Regions from separate parts of the Zea mays genome. Here region 1 is linked to region 2. The links are chromatin contacts, called in public Hi-C maps. All regions are on one chromosome and are shown on one strand. Each heading gives the region's core, a stretch centred on a gene start, on an enhancer-like site or on the middle of the called end of the contact. The rest is flanking DNA. Distances are from core to core; before and after follow the strand shown. Region 1 has its middle 180 kb from the start of LOC100282648. Region 2 holds the start of LOC100383806.

Region 1 (4,768 bases), core at 397-2,896, 450 kb after region 2:
GAGATAGGCTTGTATTTAAACTTTGAAAAGTAATGGAATGTCAAATTCCAAACTAAATAGCCTACCTTATTGAGTAAACTTCAATTCCTTCAAAATGAAGGCATCCAAACACCCCGACTTGTTTAGATGTATGAGGATTGAAGGGGATACGCCCCTCAATCTCCTGCAATCACGACGCATCCAAACAAACCCTTATGCCTCGACGTGCACCGGTGGACCTAGAGTCTGATGACCATGGCCCTCCATCCGTCGTCGTTCCACTCCACTAAATCTAATTATGAAACTTATAAATAAACAAAATTATACATAATCAAGATCTATTTGGCAACAATGTTTCTCGAAACTATGGTTTTATAATACTATACTTTGCAATTATCATGATGATGCTATAGTTTTGCTAGCTCCATGAATATCATAGTTTTAGGAAACATTATTTAGATATAACATTGTAAACCATGATATTTAGACAAAAGCTAGGCATGTCATTAAATCTTTGGATTGGAGTGAAGTTTCTAATACTCAAAAAATACCATAGTTTAGAAACATAGTTTTTAGAAAAGCAATCAGACACCTCGTAGCATAAAATACTCTAGTATCCCTTTACCTCATCTACTTAGCCTACTAAATCATCCAGGCTCTGTTTGTTAGCGTCTATGTGTGCTTTCACCATTTGCACCACAACTCTACGGGTTTTAATCCATATCGTTTGATTCTAATATAAGTGGACTGGAGTGGATCATTAGGTATTAAGAAGGATATTAACTTTTAAGAGATCAAATCTTTCTCAATTCCCTCCAATCCATCTGAATTGTATTTAAAACGAACATGCCTTTAGTTTAGCTCTTCTTGCACTACTATAGGTACCGTAACAAATCTATAATTTAGCTTTGAACTTTTGATCTTGTTTGTTGCAGTTTCTTATCCACATGTGATGTTGAAACTCTAATACTATTGTATATTCAGCTTATATTTCCTTTTATGTATAATTAAAAACAAATTCTATGTTCTAGACTCGACAGTTACTATATTGTAACACCTCAAAACCCTATAGTTGTAATCTAGTACAACTCTCTGAAAGGATTTGAACTAAAATACCTCTTAATAAGGATTTTCTCACTTTCAAGTCACTTCTCTCAAAATTAATATCTTTTCTAATAAAAGAACAAATGAAAAGATCACTAAGTGAATGAAGTTATCTCTTTGTGACCTATACATTGATAGGTACTCCTTAAAGAAATTTAAGTTAAATCATACCTTAATAGAAACTATACAATAGAAAATTATTTCTCTAAAATAAACTATCTTTGTGCGAACTACATAGCTAGAAGCATTTGCAAAAATAGGATAATAAATAAATATGTATATAAAATATATAGTAATGCATCCATACTGGAGTTATTTTTTGGTGTATTTTGAGAGATTAACTTATATTTGAAATTGAAATTTAACCTAGAATCTACATAGAACAATGAAAACAGAAAACAAAAAAAGAGATACTAGAAACTGGCCTATTCGGCCTGATCGCTCGGTTCAGGCCAGCTTGCGTCTGCGCCTCGCCCTTGGTGCCGGCATGCGGGGCCCGTTGGGAGCCCGCTCACCCTATTGCACGCGCGGGGCATTGGGCCGCTGTCACTCTGGCCCGAACGTCACCCCCTCGCACTAGCTCGTCTCGTCACCGACCCGTGGGACCAGGATGCCAGCTGTCGTCCTCCCCAAGCTGGGTGTTGTAACAAACTCCAATGGACTTCGCTGAACCAGTCGCAACCGGGATCCCCGAGCCATGTAATCTTCCTTGCTTAGGTATAAATACCGTGCACCTATACCCGTTGTCCATCCAACAAGTTACCGTGGGATCCCGTCGAATATCGCCACCACCATGAAAATAGGGTTCGAGAGCCAGACCACCATTACCGTGATAAAGTTGAACCGTGGCCAGTGATGTTGACTTGTGGTGTCGCTTAGCCCTCGGGAAGCAATCAAATGTGGTCTCCTGTGTTCGCCTCAAGTAATAGCACCACTGGGGTGTGGGCTGGGCGCCCTGGGTCAACGAATTTCTCACCGAAGTTCATGAGGGCCGCGGAGCCATTGTCCATCGTGGGTAGTGGAGTCTGCACCGCAAAGCCAGGTGAGGTCTTATCCCATAGATTTGTAGTAGTTTCCGCCCCGTATAGCACCGATTGACGTGGGGTTTTGAGTCCCAGAGCCTCGAGTAGCGCGTCTCCAGTGGGGAACTATCGTAATCGCTGGGCGGCGCCGCCGTGTTGGGTTCAGAGGAGGAAGAAAGATGATGGCCGTTCATCTAGGTTTGGACGGCGTGGATTAGGACACATGTGTACCCTTTCGCGTTTTTAAATCTGAGCCACAGATCGGCAAAGAATCGAATCAGGTTTAGCTCGTGGCGTGGATGGTCTTTTGATCGTAGATCCGAAATCAAATGACCAGTGTTGTTCACCGGTTCAGATATGTCTCGATCTAATCTAGACCATTAGAGTTAGATCGGACAACTGCGAATCTGCGTACCCCTTCGTCGTGCTTCTGTTGCTAAATAGACCCTGTGGTTTCTATGATTCAACCCGCCATCCACTCCAGTAGGAAATCCATTACATATAGGTCCCAAATTTTACGATTTTCACCCCAAGCTTATACAAAATAATGGCCGTAGTCCGGGGAATCTTAAAATACCCAAAATAAATTTGGAAAATAGGAAGTGTAAAAATAAGTATAAAATCTTAGGAAGTTCGTATCTTCTCTATTTTAACTCTGATTTAATCCGTTCCAATTGCGATAGGTTCGTAATAAAATCATCTACACAATAGCATACATTATTTTGTTATATCACATAACTTTATAATTAGATAATTATTTACTTGTATAGTAAATTAACCTTTCTAATCAAAGGTAATCTATCCATAATTATAAACTAAATAAAGTATGATATTAAATCAAGTTATGATTTAGATTAAGGTTGAAATAGTTATTTCTTTGTAACATGTTTAAACTCACATGATTTATTACATAGAAGATATTATTACCATTTAATCACCTAAAACTTTAGAAAAACTATATTTTCTAAATCATAACTCTGATTTTAGTCGTTCTTGAACCTACGATCTAGTAGCAAGGTGTAGAATTTTCTTACGTTGTTTGTTCTCATATTTGGTGTAATGTTATTTTTATGTACTCTCTGTCTATTTGTATGTATTGCTACGAATAGAAGTGATGAGGACATCAACTTGTGATACCCAATTTGTAAAAAAATAATACAAAAAAGAGAAAGGTTATTTTCTTATTTTTAAGTGGGTGTTATATTTATTTACCATCACATGAGAACACTTTGCTTAACAAGAATAAATAGTTAACAAAAGACACTCAAATAACTTGTGCATCCTTTGGAGTTTTTGTTTGCTTGTGCAATAAAATAATAATAATAATAATCCTAGTAGAAATAAAACAATGACTTGAGATGAAGTTGAATCCTAAATTGAGAATTAAGGGTTTCAAATAGAGAAGGAAAGAGGAAATACTATAAAATACAAAATAAATTCCACACTAGTATGTTCAAGATGAGTACTTAATTTGAGAACAAGTTATGCTGCAAAATAAATTTGAATTCAAATACTAGAATTAGAAATGAAAAAGAGAAAACAAAAGGGGAAATAAAAAGAAAAAGAAAAGAGAAGGAAATTAGGAAAACCTTGTTTTGGGCCCAACTCCCTCGCAACCCATCCCCAACCTCCTGGCGCGGCCCATCTGACCATTAACCTCCGCGCAGCCCGTTTCCCCTTCCACCACGCGCGTGTCCGGCTGACGTGCGGGGCCCGCTGGCAGCCGCTTATCGCGCGCACGCTTGGTTCTTCGCTGACTACAGGGACCCATTGGTCAGTTGGCCGCCACGCGCATCGGCCCAAAATTGGACGCCGCTCCCGCTGGTCTCTGTGGGTGGGGCCATCGGGTCAGTGTCGCGGTCGTCATCTTCCCCATGGGCATTCGTCTCCGCGGAGCTCGGGATACCGACACGAATCGCGGGGGGTTGTTGCGGCGCTCGGGCCCAATCCCCAGTGTCCGTCTCAGCTGAACACGCGCCCCCTTTCACTGCCGGTGGGGCCACGTCGTCGGGCATCTCCTCTTCCTTCGCCGCTCTCCTCGGACGGACTCAATAGCCGGTGCGCGGCGCGGGAATCGTGGGCAACCACGGCAAGTGCGGGGACAGAGTCCTGCATGGAGCCTTCGAGTGCGGGGTCCCCGACCTATAAAATGTCTACGCCAGACCCCGTGGCTTTCCCCTATCTACACGCCTCCGCCAGACATTACCGCGTGAGGGAGAGAAATCGCGACCACCTCAATTGCCCACTTACGCCGATAATCCGTGGAATTGGGAAACCGGGGATAGGCGCCGGTGCGTGGGGTGATCTCGGACCGGCTGTCGCGGGGGGGATTCCTGCTTCCTGCGCCATTGATTGCTCACCGGAGTAATGGCGCCGCCACGGATCCGCACACCTTCGTGGGCAGGGCGCAGCTCGGCGTGATTCACGGTAAGGACTCCTTCCCCTGACTCGCGTTCATCTCTAGTTCGTGTAGTGTCGTTCGGCTAAGGAAATAGGCCCGGGAGGGGCGGGAGCACGCCGCTCCGGCGGGTTCGCCGTCGTCGGGTGGACGGCGCTGCCGCTTGGGCGCTCTGGGATCGGGAGAATCGCGTGCACCGTCAGATCTTGATGGACGGATGAGATTAGAAGGGAGATGTACCGGTTCGGCTCATTAAAACGGGACC
Region 2 (5,117 bases), core at 2,068-4,567:
GGCAATGCTACATATGTTCTGTCAGTAGATAGCTACTAAAAGTAGCTGTTTAGACTGCTGCAGCTGCAATCCATAGAGACAAAAACACTGTAGAAGCAGTAGAAGTCGGTACGGATTAAAGCCAAACGAACAGGCGTACTTGGATTCTAGTAATGCATCAGAATCATTTCGTGAAACTGTTTGGCTAGTAGTTGGATTCTGATTTCAAAAAAAAAACTTTAAAAAATCTTCAATTAGAACCTTTTTGTGGATAAAGAATAACTTAAATACAACATATATTAATTTATTTCAATTAAGAAAAAATAACTAAAAAAATATGGATGCTAATGAAAAGAGGAACAAGAATCAGAATTATGTGAAACCAGCATCTAGTGTTTTTGCTCTCTATGCATAGAAACGAGAAACATTTCTAGTGATTCTACTGATTCTCGTAAGAACCAGAAGCGTTTCTGGTTGCCAAACGAGGCCTAACAAAAAGGTGAGCAATAAAGGGTTGATGCAAATACAGTAACTAGTTCCACCTAATAAAAATATATTGACCGAAATATGACAATATGAGACTCCTCAACAGTCTATGACAAAGCTTAAAGCCAATCTCACATAAGTTATATCAAAATTGAGTCATTTCATTATCTGTAATAATCAATTATTAAACTAAAACTGATCACTTGGAAGATTTAAACTTTGGAACAGTATCATACAGAAAGAAACTGATAACCGTGATTCATCCAAAACTGCCAATGTGGAAAAAGTTTGATGGACATGGTAACGACCAAAGAGAGCCATTTGTGGTTGCTTACACTTTCGTATAAGCTGGCAATCCAGCACAGTATCAGTTTGGTTTCGGCTACCCCACGACCACTTAGCAACACGACTTAATAATGTCTATTATAAGTTATAACAATGGATGGCTCATAGCTGATGATACAGTTCACACTAGTTATGCAGGCAAACCGACAAAGACATTCTATAGTTCTCTTCAACTGAAGCCTTGCTGAAATTTGAAAGTTCAAGTGCAAAGTGAATTTCAATAATGAGAAGTTGTGCATCTGACACATGCTGTAATTATAATTGCTGAAAATACCATATTCATCACTAACACAACACTAAATTAGTGATATGCATACAATAGGCTAATGAACACAATGGAACAGTAAAGTTCGTCGGCGATACTAAAAGATCTGGAGTTGCAAGTTAAAAAAATATAAAGGAAACTAGAGAACAGTAAACGAAGTAAAAGTTCATGTACCTTGCTCAGCACTCTGTTGTTGCCTTGATGCCTCGGGCTTCTCTGAAATGGAAAATTGAAGCAATTACTCAAGACAAACCAGTGGACTTACGAATGAGATCGACAATAGAAGAAAAAAGTACATCAAATGAACACAGTCGGGAATAAGAGATGAATCAGAGAGTCACTCAAGCTCCAATCTCAAACTTAAATTCCAGCACACCAAAATGATAATCAGACCGAATCATCCAGGACCAGAACAGCAGCTAAATTATTCCATTTAAAAAGTTGATTGCGGATGTTCCAAGAGAAAAAAATAAAGAGGACCAAGAACTTGAAATTTTCCACCCCGTTAAAGCACCAAAATAAAGAACACAACATACATCTAATAACAGGATACTTAGTAGGACGTCCAATCAACAGCATCCGATTTGAAGGAAGTACTTGTGCTTACAAGTTATGAATGAATACCTCAACTTAAGCATGGTCAAGAACCAGAAAGGCTCCAACCTTTTACCTCAAGTATAAACAGCGGCAAAACGAATTCGCAATTAAAATTTTCTGATTTTATAGTATAAGGGCATGTACAGTGGAGAGACACCAAAACGGTTCTCTAAGCACAGGAGACAACTAAGAGACTGTATTGTACAATGGAGTGTCTACAAACGTAGTCTATTAATAAATACAGAATTAAATGTATTTGTATAGCATCAAATCGATAGAACAGACGACAAATTCGTACAGTGGGAAGTGAGGCGTCTGTTGCTACTTGGTTTACGAGCCAGAGGCGTCTCTTCGTGGAGAGACGACTCTAAGATTTTTTTGCAAATAACCCCCTTAAACACCTTAAAAGCCTCCACATTAAACACCACTGTACATGCCCTAATATAGCACCAAAAAATTAATGAAGCACCGAAACCCAGACAGTGCAAGCACCGGGAGGCAGCAAAAAGGCGAAGCGGAAGTCAACGAGCAGCTCACCAGATACAGGCACGGCGATGACTGGTGGTGGAGGGGGAGGTGGGGCCACCGGCGGTGCGTCCTCTTCTTCCTCCTCCTCATCCTCCGAGAACAAGGCCTCCTCCGTAGCCGGGCGGCCACTGTCAAATACGGCCTCCGGCACCTCCGCCTCCTTGTCCTCGTCGACGCGCACCGGCGCCGGCTGCTCCGCCGCGGCATTCCGGGCGGAGCGGCCGTCGACGATCGCGCGGCCCCGGCCCTCGAGTATGTCGTACACCTCGCGGTCGAAGAAGCCCGGGAGGCGGCGTTCCCTGCGCGCGTCGTTGCGCATAGCCCAGAAGGACGGCTCGCGCGACGCCGCAGCGGCACGCTCCCACTCCTTCACCTTCTTGTAGTCTCCGGCGAGGTTGCTCCAGCGCTTCCGGCACTGCACGGGGCCCCGCTCGAGGCCGTGGCGCCGGCAATACTCTGCCACCGCGGCCCACTTGGGCTCCAGCGCCGCCACCGCCGAGGCCTCTCCAGAAGCCGCCGCCGCCGCCGCGCGGCCCCGCGCGCCGCGCCCGCCGCGTCCCTCCACCATGCGCTTGCCCTCGATGAGCACCAGTATCTCCTGCCGCGTCCACCGCGGCAGCCTCGGCGCGCGACCTGACGGGGTGGCCGCTGCCGCAGCTGCTGCTGCTGCGACGGCGGGGTCGCCGGCGGTGGACATGGCTGGGGCTGGGCAGGGGCGGGTGCTTTTTGTGGCGGAAGTTGACGTGACGGCGTGAGGCTGGTGATGTAACGGAGAGTTAACGACGGTAGGAGAAAGAAAGAGCGGAGGGGAGGGGCGGGGGCGCGTGGGGGAGGCGGCGGAGAGAAAGCAACGAGACGGAGGCCGAGAGAGAGAGAGAGAGAGAGAGAGAGAGAGAGGAGGGTGAGGAAGGATTGCGTTGTCTTACTTTAAGCAAGGGGATTAGGAGCAATGGCGTTTAATTAGGCACAGACTCATGTGGCTTGTGATAGGAGTAGCCAATTCTAAGTGGTCAGTATTTCTCCCCGCCAAGTCATTCCCGCCTTTTGGTTTCTCATACGCAACTATTTTTAATATAAAAATATCTAAGTTTGTATGTGAGCTGAATGAAAGAAGAGATAAAACCACAAAAGAAAAGAAAAGAAAAGAAAAGAGAAAAGAGAGAGAGAGAGATAGAGCTAGAGGCAGGCTAGCAGAGAGAGTGGATTTTAGTTGGAGCAGGGGATAGGGAATCGGTGCCAATACCAAGTGCCCATGCATCATGCGTCCTCCAATGTCCACCATGATGTAACAGGCAAAAGGTGGCTCAATACAAGGGGTTTTCTAGGAGAAAGAAGAGGTGGGGTGGTCTTCTTGCGACTGCAAGGAGTGCTGGTGCCTTAATTTATTGTGTGATTAGGACCTGTGGTTAGATCACAACAATAGGCCGCCAACCTCTGATCCCAACGGTCTCCGGACTTTCTCTCTCTCCTTTTTCCAATCGATTTTGGGCATCCTCATAGTAAGAAGGCACCTGAAAGGAATGGACAGGACTATTTTGTGTCTCTACGTGTCCATCGTAGATGCTTCGTTATGTGCTTATTACTAGGGTGTTTGGTTTAAGGAATGAGCTAGTCCATCATCTTCTCACTCCTCACTATTTTTGTTTGGTTTGTGGAATGGAATGAGTTGATTCATCACCACCTCATTACTCATAGTTAATTAGTTAGTACTAATATGAGGAATAAGGTCATCCCACATGATGCACCACCTCAATTTGGATGTAGTGATTCCTTAAACCAAACACCCCCTACATGTGTCGTTTAGACAAAACGGTCTCCCCAGTGGATATGTGCTAGAATTTTTTTATTTTTCAATTCTACTCTTTTTATAACGTATAAAAGCAAGCTAGCTAAGTAGTTCCGTTCTGTAAAACATCTTGGGTGTGTTTGCCTATGACCCAGCAGCGTGACTGCGTTCCCGGCTGTAGCTCGTGTGTTTGCATCGTCTGGCTTGCTCGGGAGCCAGGCTATTCGTGTGCAAATTTAGCCTTTTATTCTGGTTCACAGAAACGAGATCAAGTTTCGTTTCCTAGGAGTAGGACTGGGCATTCGGTTCTTCGGTTCGGTTCGGTTCGGTTCCTCGGTTCTTGTAGAAATTCGGTTCTTCAAAAACTAGAACCGAAATAGCAAGATAAAGAAATCAGAACCGACTAGTTCGGTTCTCGGTTCTTCGGTTCGGTTCCTCGGTTCTAACCGAACTTTAACAGCCACTCTAAAATTATGAATAACGACAACTTTTGTGAGAAATTTCAGCAACATCTCCCCACAAACAACGACAAGTGCACAATGACTATAATTTCATAGATAATACATGGATGATTAGAGGTTCAACATAAGTCGATAACACAACATCCGAAGTTACAAACACATGTAACAAATTGAATCTAATACTTTTGGGTTTTTCGGTTCTTTCGGTTCTTTGGAGTGCAGAACCGAAAATATCTCATTTATTTCGGTTCTCAAAAAACCAGAACCGAATTTCATAACGGTTCCTTCGGTTCGGTTAGTTCGGTTCCGGTTCTCGGTTATTTCGGTTCGGTTCCTCGGTTCCGGTTCTTTTTGCCCAGGCCTACCTAGGAGCATGGCTAGTCGTGGTTAGGGGTGGATAACGAGCTAGGTCGACTCGGCTCGTCCGAGTTCGAGCCGGCTCGTTAAGCTAACGAGCCAGCTCGGCTCGACTCGTTAAGGTAACGAGCCACAGAGTCAACTCGGCTCGGATCATTTACGAGCTCAAGCTGGCTCGTTTAGCTCGCGAGACACAGCAGAAAAAATAATATGTACATAATAATTATTTTTAGTTAATTTCAAACTAATTTAACAATAGAAAATAGTAATTATACTCATAGTTTCAGACACCACGTCAATGTAACACCAAATT

The links. A called contact is a pair of places that touch in the nucleus more often than the background predicts.
Region 1: a contact with region 2 is called in a Hi-C map of ear, with 4 times the contacts expected there. The contact joins the enhancer-like site here to the promoter of LOC100383806 in region 2. A contact is called at or near these places in 2 of 25 Hi-C or Micro-C datasets (ear and tassel).

Annotation. Positions count from the first base shown.
Region 1 is chr4:99,675,920-99,680,687 of Zm-B73-REFERENCE-NAM-5.0, forward strand. No RefSeq gene overlaps it. Among protein-coding and RNA genes, the nearest start is that of LOC100282648, 180 kb to the right of the region's middle. Within about 2 kb of position 1,647, at least 18 of the 20 cell types and tissues checked have an H3K27ac peak or open chromatin away from gene starts, as enhancers often do. A contact at or near this core is called in ear and tassel, where this site is marked.
Region 2 is chr4:99,226,270-99,231,386 of Zm-B73-REFERENCE-NAM-5.0, forward strand. LOC100383806 reads right to left here and starts at 3,318. Exons shown (of 3, transcript NM_001176438.2): 1 at 2,210-3,318; 2 at 1,250-1,291. The coding sequence starts at 2,897.